Linked DNA regions of Hordeum vulgare: regions 2, 3 and 4 are each linked to region 1. A link is a contact called in public Hi-C data. All regions are on one chromosome and are shown on one strand. Each heading gives the region's core, a stretch centred on a gene start, on an enhancer-like site or on the middle of the called end of the contact. The rest is flanking DNA. Distances are from core to core; before and after follow the strand shown. Region 1 has its middle 95 kb from the start of LOC123403020. Region 2 holds the start of LOC123401343 (26S proteasome regulatory subunit 8 homolog A-like). Region 3 holds the start of LOC123401289 (3-ketoacyl-CoA synthase 11-like). Region 4 holds the start of LOC123401970 (plastidic ATP/ADP-transporter-like).

Region 1 (2,844 bases), core at 120-2,619:
ACTGTTGGCTTGAAAAAAAGAATAATTCATTAATTCAAAAATATTCATGGACTTTTAAAAAGTGTTCACAAACTTTAAAACAATGACATATTAAGCCAAAAATCATTGAAATTAAAAAAATTCATAAATGTTAGGAAACAATATTGAATTTGAAAAAAGTTCATCAAATTTGAACAAAAACAGGTCATTAATCTTGAAAAAATTTCATGATTTTAAAATATGTTCATCGATTTTCAAAAAACTTCAAGAATTTTAAAATATGTTAATCGATTATCAAAAAAGTACACCGAACTAAAAAAAGTTCATAGATTTAGAAAAAAAATCGCGAATTTTAAGACATGTTCATCGATTCTCAAAAAATTTCACCGGTTTCAAAAAAGTTCACAGATTTAGAAAAAAAGTTCACGAATTTTAAATAAAAGGAAAAAAGTTTTGAAAAGGTTAATGGCTTTTAAAAAAGTTCATCGAATCTGAAAATAGTTCATCAAATTTGAATAAAAGTCCATCAACTTTGAAAGAAGTTCATCGAACCTAAAAAAAATTCAACGGAATAGAAAAACTGATTTTAAAAAATATCCAATTTCAAAATAGTTCGTCGAGTTTGAAAAAGTTCACCAAATTTGAAAAAAAGTTCATTGAATTTGAAAAATGTCCGTGTGTTTTGGAAAGAACAATCAATGAATTTTGAAAAGATCATCTGATTTGAGAAAAGGTTCACCAAATTTGAATAAAAACTTATCAAATTTGAAAAACGTTCGACAATTTTGAAAAAGTTCATCGAAATTGAAAAAATAATGGATTAAAACATTTCTTCGGATGTGAAAATAGTTCACCGAATTTGAAAGAAAGTCCATCAAATCTGAAAAAAGTTCATCGAACTTGAAAAATGTTCAACGAAATTGTAAAAAATAATTTAAAAAAGTTTCATGTGATTTGAAAATAGTTTATCAAGTTTGAAAAAAAATCATCAAATTTTAAGAAAACAAATCATCAAATTCGAAAAAACATACAACTAATTTGAAAAAAAGTTCATCATTTTTTTTAAAGAAATCATTAATTTGAAACAGAAACATCATACGAGAAAGATGAAGGAAAAATGGAAAAGAATAAAAACAGAAATGAAAAAAAGGACAAGGGAAGAAAGGAAAAAACACAAAGGAAGGGAGTAAGAAAAGGTGAAAAAGATGACAAATAGCGTATCAGCACGCGTGGCGTGATTGTTCCAGCGTCTACGCCTGATGGCGAGGTTGGCGGTTCGAGCCCCCTCATTCGATCTTTTTTTAGCTTTGGAAAATGGGAATATGGGCCAGCCCGATGCGGGAGCGCTACAAGCGTCCGTTTGCAAAAATGCACTTTAACGGGCGCCTGTAGCGTCAAATAGGAAACACCCCGCACAACACCCTAGTCGATAAATTATATGTGGATCCGCTCATACAAAGCATTACGTGCAGACGTGACGATCGAGCGGGGAGGCCCACTCCTATTTTTCCAAGGTTTTGGAAAACTTCTATTAGCTTTTGGTCGGTTTTGTGCTTCTGGTGTTTTTGTGTTTGTTTAGCCGCTTTTTCTTTGGCTAGTTTATTCCTTTTTTCTTCAATCGTGAAACCTTTTTCAAGTGAGTGAACTTTCTTATTTTAAAAAAATCCTAAACTTTTGTTGATAAGGGAACTTTATTCCAGATGCGTAAACATTTTTTTATTTCACGGATCGCAACTTTTTCATAGGTCACAAACTTTTTTCAAGTTTAAAATCTCAAACCTTTTCCGAATTCATAACTTTTCGAATTTGTGATCTTGTTCCAAATGCACAAACTTTTTTTGTTTCAATGAACATCTGGAAAAGCTGACGTTTAATTTGGTCACCAATCAAATTAGTGAATGGGTCAGAGGGCAACTAGTCAATTGGTTAATGGGCAAATCTTTGAACGGTTAAATGAGAATAATTAGTAGAGGCAGCACGATCGGGCTGCATCTCATGAAACTGGTTGTAATGGAGAGTGTCATATATTAGCATCATGCATATGATACTATTATATGATACTATGTTCGTAATGCATAGTATTATATAATAGTATCATAGAACAGTTTATTTATTGCCATGTATGATACATAGTAGCACAACATTTAATATGATACGGTATCATAATATGATACTTAATCCCTTTTTTCTTTATTTAATTTTATGCTACCTTATCAAATATGTCTAGTTGATATGCATGATACTACTTATGATACTAGCATTACGACCAGCCTGAAGGGGAGCTACGGGCGTTGCACAAATTACGTGACGTTGAAGTTTCAAAATAGGACGGAAAATCCTTGGAATCCTATTTTCCGCAAGTGTTACCCGGGAGCAACCTAGCGCTTACCGACCTCACGCGCGGGTGTCTTATGTGCCGACCCCCTTGTGGGGATTTTTCTCCTTTCGTTTTTCCTTCCTTTTCTTTTTTCTGTTTTTTTTCTTTCCTTTTTTGTCTTCTTTTTCATTTTATATTGTTCTTCTTTACAATTTTCACCTTTTGAACAAAAATTATTCATCGAATTCAAAGTTTGTTCATCGGTTTAAAAAATGTCATCATTAACTTGTTCACGGAGTTAAAAACAATGTTAATCAAATTCAATATTTGTTCATCAATTCTCAAATATATTCATTAAATTCATTTTTTAATTCAGTTAAAAAAATTATCAATTATTTGAAACAAAATAGTTCTTGAATAAAAAAATTCTTCATCAAATTTAAAATTAGTTCATCACATACATTTTTATCATTATAAAGAAATGCTTACAAAAATTGTGCACCAAAGTAAAAAACGTTCATTATAATAGAAGAAAGTTCATAATTTCG
Region 2 (2,844 bases), core at 97-2,596, 740 kb before region 1:
TTTGATTTGCCCATGACCTTCACCACCTCACCAACATAAGAGCCAGGCTCTTGGAGCAACTGTAGCTCTTCCCTGAGCATTCTAACTGCAAATAAATAAAAAATGAGACAATTTAGAGGGAAGCACTAAATGAATTTAGCTCAAGCAAAAAAGAAGTGCCAAACCTTGAACCAAGATAGGAAAAAATAACTTGAATCCTTAATAGGCATCATTATGGTACAAGGCAATATTGCTAAGCTGATAGACATCGTCATGGGACATAAAAAATAGGGCAACAGAAAGATCGCTTAATCAATTGCACAGTCCAGTTGTTCAAGAATAGTCATATTTTGGATTATTGGTACCAAACTACCAATAGTATGCATGCATTAGAGTAGCAAAAAGCGCAAATTTCTCACAAAAAAGCAATAGTAAACGCATAAAATTAGGAAAATTTGTTTATTGAGGAATAGTCATGTTTTGGACTATTGGTACCAAGAGTATGCATTAGAGTAACAAAAACACAAATTTCTCACAACAAAAAAAGCAACATTAAATAAATGGGTACAATTGGGAGAATCTAGCTATTGGAGAGAAAGATTTGGGCAAAAGATAAACAGTGTTCCGTTCCTCGCAACCATGAACGTTCATGCAACAGGATTATCACAGAAATACAGGAGTACCACTAGTAACTGAAACGCAGTCAGCCGAGAGGGAGTACGCCCATAATATGAGCAATTCGCTGCATGTTTTTGTATCAAAACAAAATCACAATAACTAGAAAATAACAGGGCATCTTCAAAGCTAGATTATTATTAACAAAAGGTGGTTCTTTTGAGAATTTCTACATATCGGCACAGCCAATCACCGTTTGCCCAGTGACGAGACTAAATATTCCGCATTTTGCTAAGATTACGTGCACAGAGTAAGCTAGGGTTTCGACTGACGCGATCCAATGGTTCACGCAAAAAGGCGCCATCGCTAGGGTTTGGGGGAGGCGCCAGGTGGAGAATCGAGTAAGGTACCTCGGGAGTTGAGGTCGTTGCGCTGGGCCTCGAGGCGGTTGAGGTTGTGGGTCTTCTGGCGGATCTGGAGCTGCAGGTCGTGGATGTGCTGCAGGTAGTACTGCCGCAGCCCCTCCCCTCCGCCACGCGCGCCCTTGGCCGACTCGTCGCCGGACGCGGCCGGCGGGGGCTTCGAGATGTCCATCGCCACCGTCGCCATCCCCGGGGTTTGGTTGGGTTTCTTCTCCCTGCGCTCGACGAAAGCTTTATTCCTCGGCCTCTTCTTCTTGCGGCGGAAGAAGAAAGTTTTTTTTTTCTCCTCGGGCCGGAAGCGGAGAGGGTTGTTTGGGCTGGGTCTAGATGCCGCTGGCTCGGTACGTTCCTTGCTTTATATAGTCCGTTCCTGCGAGGATGTGAGGCCAAGTCGGTGAGGAGGTGTGTGGATAGAGAGCCTAGTGTGGAAAAAAAGTTTTACATTATGGAACCAAGTAGATCTGTCCATGAACAACCCGGTCCGAAGGCTCGAACCCGAATCCCAACATTTGGGCCGGGTTCGGGCTCCACTTTCTTGCGTGAAGCCCGGCCCGAAATCCTGAATGAAGCTAAAAATGTACATATAAATGTTTTTAATTTAAAATATAGGTATAATAATTTATATAATATAATGAATAAGATTAATTTAATTTAAAAATGTTGTTGTTTATGTGCTTCGGGCCGGGCCGGGTCGGGCTTGGATGTGGGATCTTTCTTCAGGCTTTGCCAAGCTCGGCCTGAACCCGACCCGGCCCGATAAAATTTTTTTTGAACCGAGCATAACACCCTTTTCCATTACTTCAAACGGAAATACAGCAGTACCACAAAGTTTTGCCAACACAAAAACAGAGAAAAGTACTGGATACGCCAACATGCTCTCGCAGACTACCAGCTCTCATCTATGGAACAGCCGCTCGCCATCGAACCGACTGCCATAGCCTGAAAGCCACTAATCAAAGCAGAGCAGGGAAAAGCAGTCTCTAATACAGCAAAATCGCACGCATAGAACTTGACCAAATATACGAGCTAACAACTAGCAGGATATCCCCCACAGATCATCAAAGGACAGCGCGTTCATCCTCCTGCGATCCCCTGCCTCGCTGTCTCGCAGCGCTTCATCAACTGCATGGTATTAGTCCTCACCAACTCCGCACCAGAACGTAGCTCTCCTGCGTCGCCCTCCTGCTGCAATCCTGCCCAATATAGAAGGAATGAACACATTGAAAAAATAATCTCAAAGAGAGTTTTGATCAATTTACTTTCAAAAGTAGCTCTGTTCCTGGCCAACCAAAGAGCCCAACATACAGCTGCAAGCCCCACCGTATAATATTTTCCACCAGCAGGTAAAAAAGCATTGCACCAAGAATAATATTACCAGTAGGAATTAGGACAACTGTCAGTCCCCAAGGTGACCCAAATCGACCTCCACACGCCCCTAGCAACAGGACATGTAAAGAAAAGGTGTTGGGAAGTTTCCTTTTAACGACAAAAAGAACAGCAAGGATTCCCAGGCCAATTTTTCCTTTTCATCACATCTCTAGTCAACACCGCATCTTGAGACATCTGCCACATAAAAATCTTAATTTTCAAAGGCATTTTTGCCTTCCAAATCCATCTATAATGACACCCATGTAGTGGTTTCTCTAACCACCTATACATGGACTTAGTGCTAAACTTCCCATTCCCATTCATACCCCAGGTAATTTTGTCACTGTCCCTGGTCAGCACCATCCGAGAGATAGTCCTATGCATCTCCCTCCATTGATCTTTAAGTTCAGGGGTTAATCTTCTCCTAAAAAAGGAGTGATCATGAACCTGGCATAACCTA
Region 3 (2,844 bases), core at 157-2,656, 610 kb before region 1:
CCTGAAGCAAATCCTTGGCCAGATCTATGGACAAGAGCCCGGCACTGCACCCCATTCCTCCCAGATTGTAGCTGATTATGTTCCCTCTCAGCTTGTAATGGTTCACCACCATGGCGGACAGTGACGGCGTCGGGTTGAACAGGCTGCAATTCACAACAAGAATCCCAATGTCCTTGGGCTTCACCCCGGTCTTGGCAAGCATGTTGTCGATGGCACCGAACATGCAGACCTGCGCCTCCTGGCGCGCCAGGTCCATGGAGGGGTTGGGCGGCACGGTGACCAAGGCAGGAGGGATGTAAGTGTCCTCGCCGAGACCGGAGCGCTCAAGGATCTTGCGCTGGAAATCGAGGTTAGCTTCGGTGAAGTTGCCTGTGAGCTTGGAGCAGCGCATGAAGGTGTCACGCGAGCACCGGCGCTCCGGGCCGGGCTTGTAGCAACCGAAGTCGACGAGGTAGACGGAGCGCGGGCGGGTGAGGAAGTAGACGGTGGAGAGGAAAACGAGGAGCGTGGAGCAGGCGATGACGGAGAGGAGGTTGAAGCGGAGGTGCGTCCACAGGTCTGCGACGTCGCCCGGAGAGAGCGTGGAGAGGTGGACGGCGATGAGCACGATGAGTGGGGTCAGCAGGAGGTACATGCCGTGGGTGATGAGGTAGTGGTACCCCAGCTTAACGTACTTGAGCCGCACCGACTGCAGGAAGTCCGGCAGGCGACGCGACGGCGACGGCGAGCTCGCGCGTTCGCCGGCGTTGGCACCGGCCGGCGGCGTGCTGTCCTCCATGGACATGGTGCCCCTGTGGATCCAGGAAACGGAGATTACGCCGGGCCAGAGAAAACGGCGGAAAGAAATTCAAAATGCGAGATCTGGCAGCTGAAACTTTTAACCCCTAGTTAATTCTAGACGGCAAAACGAATCTTGTATTCCCCCGGAACGAAGGTGCGAATCGAGATGCGTTTCGAGTTCATGGCCGCCTCCCTCCCTCCCTCGGCCACCCACGAAACAGTCCACGGCCGGTAATAATAATAATAATAATATTACGGTATGTAGAGTAATTCAGAACGGAAATGACAGAGACGGATCCCGAAGCATACCGCTCAAATGGCCGGAGCGACGATCAGTGCCACCGGACTCCGCCTCGGAGACGGCGCCGGGTCCTCCTCCTCCGCCGCCGCCGCGGTTGCCGCCTTCTGGCGCCGCACTCGTCTCTCTCCTGACCTTGCCGTCGCGAACAACACGGGAGGGGGAGGGAGAGAAGCGAAACGGAAGTCGGCGTTTAATAGATGGCACGAGGGGGGAACCTCGTGGTGGCCCACCCGTCGGCGACTGGGACGGCCAGCTTGGATGCAGCCGGCGGCTCGCGACGGACGGCTGGATGGTGGGGCGACGACCGGGGCGCCCGCGTCTGACTAGGCTGTTTAGTTGGGTACAGTTTAATGTACCCGTAAGGGCGATCTGTTCCGCGGCCACGTGGGGCCTCGCATGCGCTGGTTCGGTGGGCTGTGCGTGGGGTGTCTGTGACAGCTGTGCCTGATTCCATGCTTTGGAACGGAGAGAACGTGGTGGGAGCAAGCCAGCGATTGGAGTTTTCCGGCGGAACGGCCGGCCAGCTTTTGAACGCGATGTAACGACATCCGCGAATATTACCTGAGTATTTAAACAAAACACAGTGGTTTCTGTGAAAGAATAAAAGAAAGAGAGAGAGAGAGCAAATGATGGACAGTCATCTCATTGGTTGAAGTTTTGGGTATATATACCCCGGTGCAAAGGCGGTTTACAAGAAGCAGTGGCCAATCTAAGCAACCGACATAAGCAGGGATTATCTCCTAATTAATTTATTCCTAACACTCGCCCTAATCAATGCTTGTCTTTATAATATATATCATGTTGATAAAGACTCCTCCTTGTATGTGATTGCCTTCGAGAATGTTCATCATCTTTATTTTGAGAAATTGTTGTATAATCTTTAAAGTCTCCTCCAAAAACCCTGTGGGGAAAATATGAGGAGAATAGTGTAGATACGTTGCTGAAACTCCTTTAAACCTAATGGGAAAAATAAGGAGAAAATGATGCAACATATAATGATTATTGTCTCTTGATAACTCATATGAGAAAACCTTTGAAGAAGGAGAAAAAACATCTTTGAGTTTAGAGAACAATAATTATGTCTTGAGTACTCCCTTTAAAAACCTTGATAGGGAAAATAGAAAGTATAACATATGATCTTTGAGAAGATATTGCCTCACTAAAAACCATTATGAGAAACTCGAGAGAAAACTCATAAGGGAAAATAGTGCAATCGTACATGTCATTGAAAACTCCTTTAAAACCCAGTGGAAAAAATATAAGGAGAAAATGATATGGCATATATAGATACTTGTGTTTATATTATCTCATTAAAAACCTTTTATGAGAAACCGTTAGGAAAAACTCATCAAGGGAAAAAGAGTACAATATATGCAATTTGATGATTGTTAATAGGTTATAGTCTGGGAGATTACTCCCCTGAACTTTATAAATATGGAGTATGTCTCATACCAATGCCATTGACATGAGATTGTGTATAATCTGTTGGATTATCACAATATTTTGTTTGCAAATTATTTCCTCAACTTTCTATAATCCAGAGGACAAGTAATTTCTGAGCAATGTGATTTATGATATTGCTCTTCATATAACATGTAGGTATTGAGTAACACAAATGGAAGTATCTTGATAAATCAAGTTATGTGATTCTGATAATTCTCAACCACATGATTTTGAGTGTGGTTAATCATTCCGCCAAGCCATGCATATTTCGCAATGCTTTTAGATAAAGCAATTATGTCAGAATGATAAGTGGGAATAAC
Region 4 (2,844 bases), core at 117-2,616, 570 kb after region 1:
ACATTCACGGAAGTATGTATGAACTCTCGCCCAGAATGTTGATCATTATTTCTCTGCGTCGACCTTGGGATCTTCGAATTTCCTTTCAACCTTTGCAAATTAATTTGTCCTCATCTTTTATGTATGCCTTGGTCCGGATACTTTGCCAGCTCCTCTTTTGTGCATTGGCTTGTTGAGTGATCTCATCGGAAAACAAAGGCTCCTCCTCGATGTCCACGTCATCTTCTTTCTCTTCGTCGTATTCATCTTGCCATTAATCGTCGGTGTCTTCTTGGCCTTCCATGAAGGTGCCAACCATGCCCTCCTGGCCTTGCGTGAAGTGGTCACGGCCGTCCTGCCTTTGGGTTTCGCCGGCATCGAAGTCTAGGCCACCCCCGAAAATGGTGTTCTCCATGATGAAATCACTGGTCGGGTCATCATATGTCACCATCTAGGCCAACGTATTGTCAAACAGGTTGCAAGCGTCGACCAGGTTGACCATAGGGATCTCCCTCGACCGCTTCCTTTTCGTCCCAATGGACGACCCATCGGGCACAGGTGTGGCGTTGAGGTCGATGGCCACGTTCACGGCGGTGGTCGACACGATCACACTCTGTTACACACGAGCAGTCCCTGAGTGAGGTGGAGAGGCGGGATGCACCCGACTCGTGCTGGGGAGGGAAGCCATGCGGTTGCGGCGTGGTGGAGGTGCGTGACGACTCCGGCCATGGCGGGCGGGCAGCCGAAGAGCCATGCTCGCCGTGAGGGAACCCTGGCATCTGAAGGTCCCACTCGTGGCCTTGGCGACGAGGGCCTCACTCTCCTTAATGATGGCCTCCTATCGAGCGGCGGTGGCGTCTTCTCTTTTGTCGGCCTCGACCTTCCTTCGACCAACCCTTTTCTCCGACTATATGGCTTGTTGCTTCGGCGTGAGCTCCTTGCGCAGGGGCAGGGCTTGACGGACACAACGACAGAGGGGTTTGATGTGTCGGCCATGGCGAGAGGGCGGGATGGTTTTGAGAGAGGGGGGATGGGTGGATGTGCCACCGACTGAGGGGCAGGCAGAGAACAGGAGAGGTGTCGCGCGCATCCGCATCGTATCTATATTGTTTTAAATCCAACTTAAATTTAAATTAGAAATGGATTGCAGGCGAAAAAAATCAGATAGTACGTTCTATTTGGGTCGGAATGTTGGCTTCTTTTTCGAGCTGTTTCGACTCATGAAGGTGCGGGCGATAAAAATGTGTCGACGCGCTCCAGTTGCCCTAAGACATCTGGTAGAGATGCCCTAACCACAATTAAGGTAGGTCGGATAATACCAATTTCGCACTAAGCCACTGGCATCTTCTCTAATCTCTCGCGAGTAGTGGCAGCGGGGCATGAGAGGAGTGGTATAAGAAAGAACCCTCCCCTGCGCAAACCCCTGCTTTGCCCGAGCCCCTCACCCTTATCTCCTCCATCCTCCATCCCGAGAATTTTAGCCCCCATGGAGTCCGGCCTCGTCGCAAGCCACCGCCTTCGCCTCCCGGCCCTCCCCTCCGCGGCCCATGTCCACCTCCTCCGCCACCGCCGCCTCGCGGCCACGCCTCTCCGCCTCCCCACCATCCCGACCCCTCTCCGCCAGCCCGCCGCGCTCCCGCTCCGCCCGTGCCTCAGGCCTCCCCGCGCCGCCTCCGTCGCTTCCCCCGCGCCGGTGCCCGGCGATGCGCCGGACAATTCCCGCAAGTTCCTGGGCGTGGACGCGCTCACGCTCAAGAAGATCGTGCCCCTGGGTCTCATGTTCTTCTGTATCCTCTTCAACTACACCATCCTGAGGGACACCAAGGACGTGCTCGTCGTCACCGCCAAGGGGAGCAGCGCCGAGATCATCCCTTTCCTCAAGACGTGGGTCAACCTCCCCATGGCCATCGGCTTCATGCTTCTCTACTCCAAGCTCGCCGACGTGCTCTCCAAGGAGGCGCTCTTCTACACCGTCATCTTCCCCTTCATCGCCTTCTTCGGCGTCTTCGGATACGTGCTCTACCCTATGCGCGACGCCATCCACCCCACGGCGCTCGCCGACCGCCTCCTCGCGTCGCTCGGCCCCAGCTTCCTGGGGCCCGTCGCCATCCTACGCGTCTGGAGTTTCTGCCTCTTCTACGTTATGGCGGAGCTCTGGGGCAGCGTTGTCATCTCCGTCCTGTTTTGGGGATTTGCCAATCAGGTACACCGTACACTCACTTCTCGTTTGTGCAGAATTGCTGGGTCCTCCGTTGTTCCAAAATATTGTGAACCACTAATAAGTACGTGTGCGTAGGAATTTATAAATTACTGTTTCAGAATCAGTCGCAGTAAATGATTCTGTACTAGTTATACAGTTTCTCATGTGCCCGTACTGTTGTTATATAGATTACCACGGTTGAAGAGGCTAAAGAGTTTTACCCACTGTTCGGGCTTGGGGCCAATGTGGCTCTCATCTTCTCTGGTCGCACGGTGAAATACTTCTCAAACATGAGGCAGAATTTGGGTCCAGGGGTGGACGGATGGGCTATTTCATTGAAGGGCATGATGAGCATAGTGGTTGTGCTGGGTTTCGTCATTGCCGGTATCTATTGGGGAGTGAACAAGTATGTTATTGATAAAACATCTCTGCCGGTCGAACGCAAGAAGAAGGTTAGCTTTGTTATGGTTTCTCTGATTTTACTACCTGTATATATATGGAGTTTCTGTTGACGGTGCTGTGCATGAATCTTACTTGCAGAATAAGCCAAAGCTTAGTATGGGGGAGAGTTTGAAGGTGCTGGTATCATCTCGATATGTGAGGGATCTTGCCACATTGGTCGTTGCTTATGGTATAAGCATCAACCTTGTAGAGGTGACATGGAA

What was found. A called contact is a pair of places that touch in the nucleus more often than the background predicts.
Region 2: a Hi-C map of leaf shows a contact between it and region 1, with 2.7 times the contacts expected there. The contact joins the promoter of LOC123401343 here to the enhancer-like site in region 1. A contact is called at or near these places in 3 of 6 Hi-C or Micro-C datasets (leaf and seedling) and 1 of 1 datasets of contacts at active chromatin or transcription factors (embryo).
Region 3: a Hi-C map of leaf shows a contact between it and region 1, with 2.9 times the contacts expected there. The contact joins the promoter of LOC123401289 here to the enhancer-like site in region 1. A contact is called at or near these places in 4 of 6 Hi-C or Micro-C datasets (leaf, seedling and an unstated tissue) and 1 of 1 datasets of contacts at active chromatin or transcription factors (embryo).
Region 4: a contact with region 1 is called in a Hi-C map of leaf, with 2.6 times the contacts expected there. The contact joins the promoter of LOC123401970 here to the enhancer-like site in region 1. A contact is called at or near these places in 2 of 6 Hi-C or Micro-C datasets (leaf and seedling).

Annotation. Positions count from the first base shown.
Region 1 is chr6H:179,300,821-179,303,664 of MorexV3_pseudomolecules_assembly, reverse strand. No RefSeq gene overlaps it. Among protein-coding and RNA genes, the nearest start is that of LOC123403020, 95 kb to the right of the region's middle. Within about 2 kb of position 1,369, at least 2 of the 3 cell types and tissues checked have open chromatin away from gene starts, as enhancers often do. A contact at or near this core is called in leaf, where this site is marked.
Region 2 is chr6H:180,036,908-180,039,751 of MorexV3_pseudomolecules_assembly, reverse strand. It overlaps LOC123401343 (26S proteasome regulatory subunit 8 homolog A-like), which reads right to left and starts at 1,346. Exons shown (of 9, transcript XM_045095126.1): 1 at 1,005-1,346; 2 at 1-85. The coding sequence starts at 1,203.
Region 3 is chr6H:179,913,696-179,916,539 of MorexV3_pseudomolecules_assembly, reverse strand. It overlaps LOC123401289 (3-ketoacyl-CoA synthase 11-like), which reads right to left and starts at 1,406. Exons shown (of 2, transcript XM_045095063.1): 1 at 1,090-1,406; 2 at 1-791. The coding sequence starts at 784.
Region 4 is chr6H:178,733,514-178,736,357 of MorexV3_pseudomolecules_assembly, reverse strand. LOC123401970 (plastidic ATP/ADP-transporter-like) reads left to right here and starts at 1,366. Exons shown (of 5, transcript XM_045095836.1): 1 at 1,366-2,182; 2 at 2,368-2,631; 3 at 2,720-2,844. The coding sequence starts at 1,466.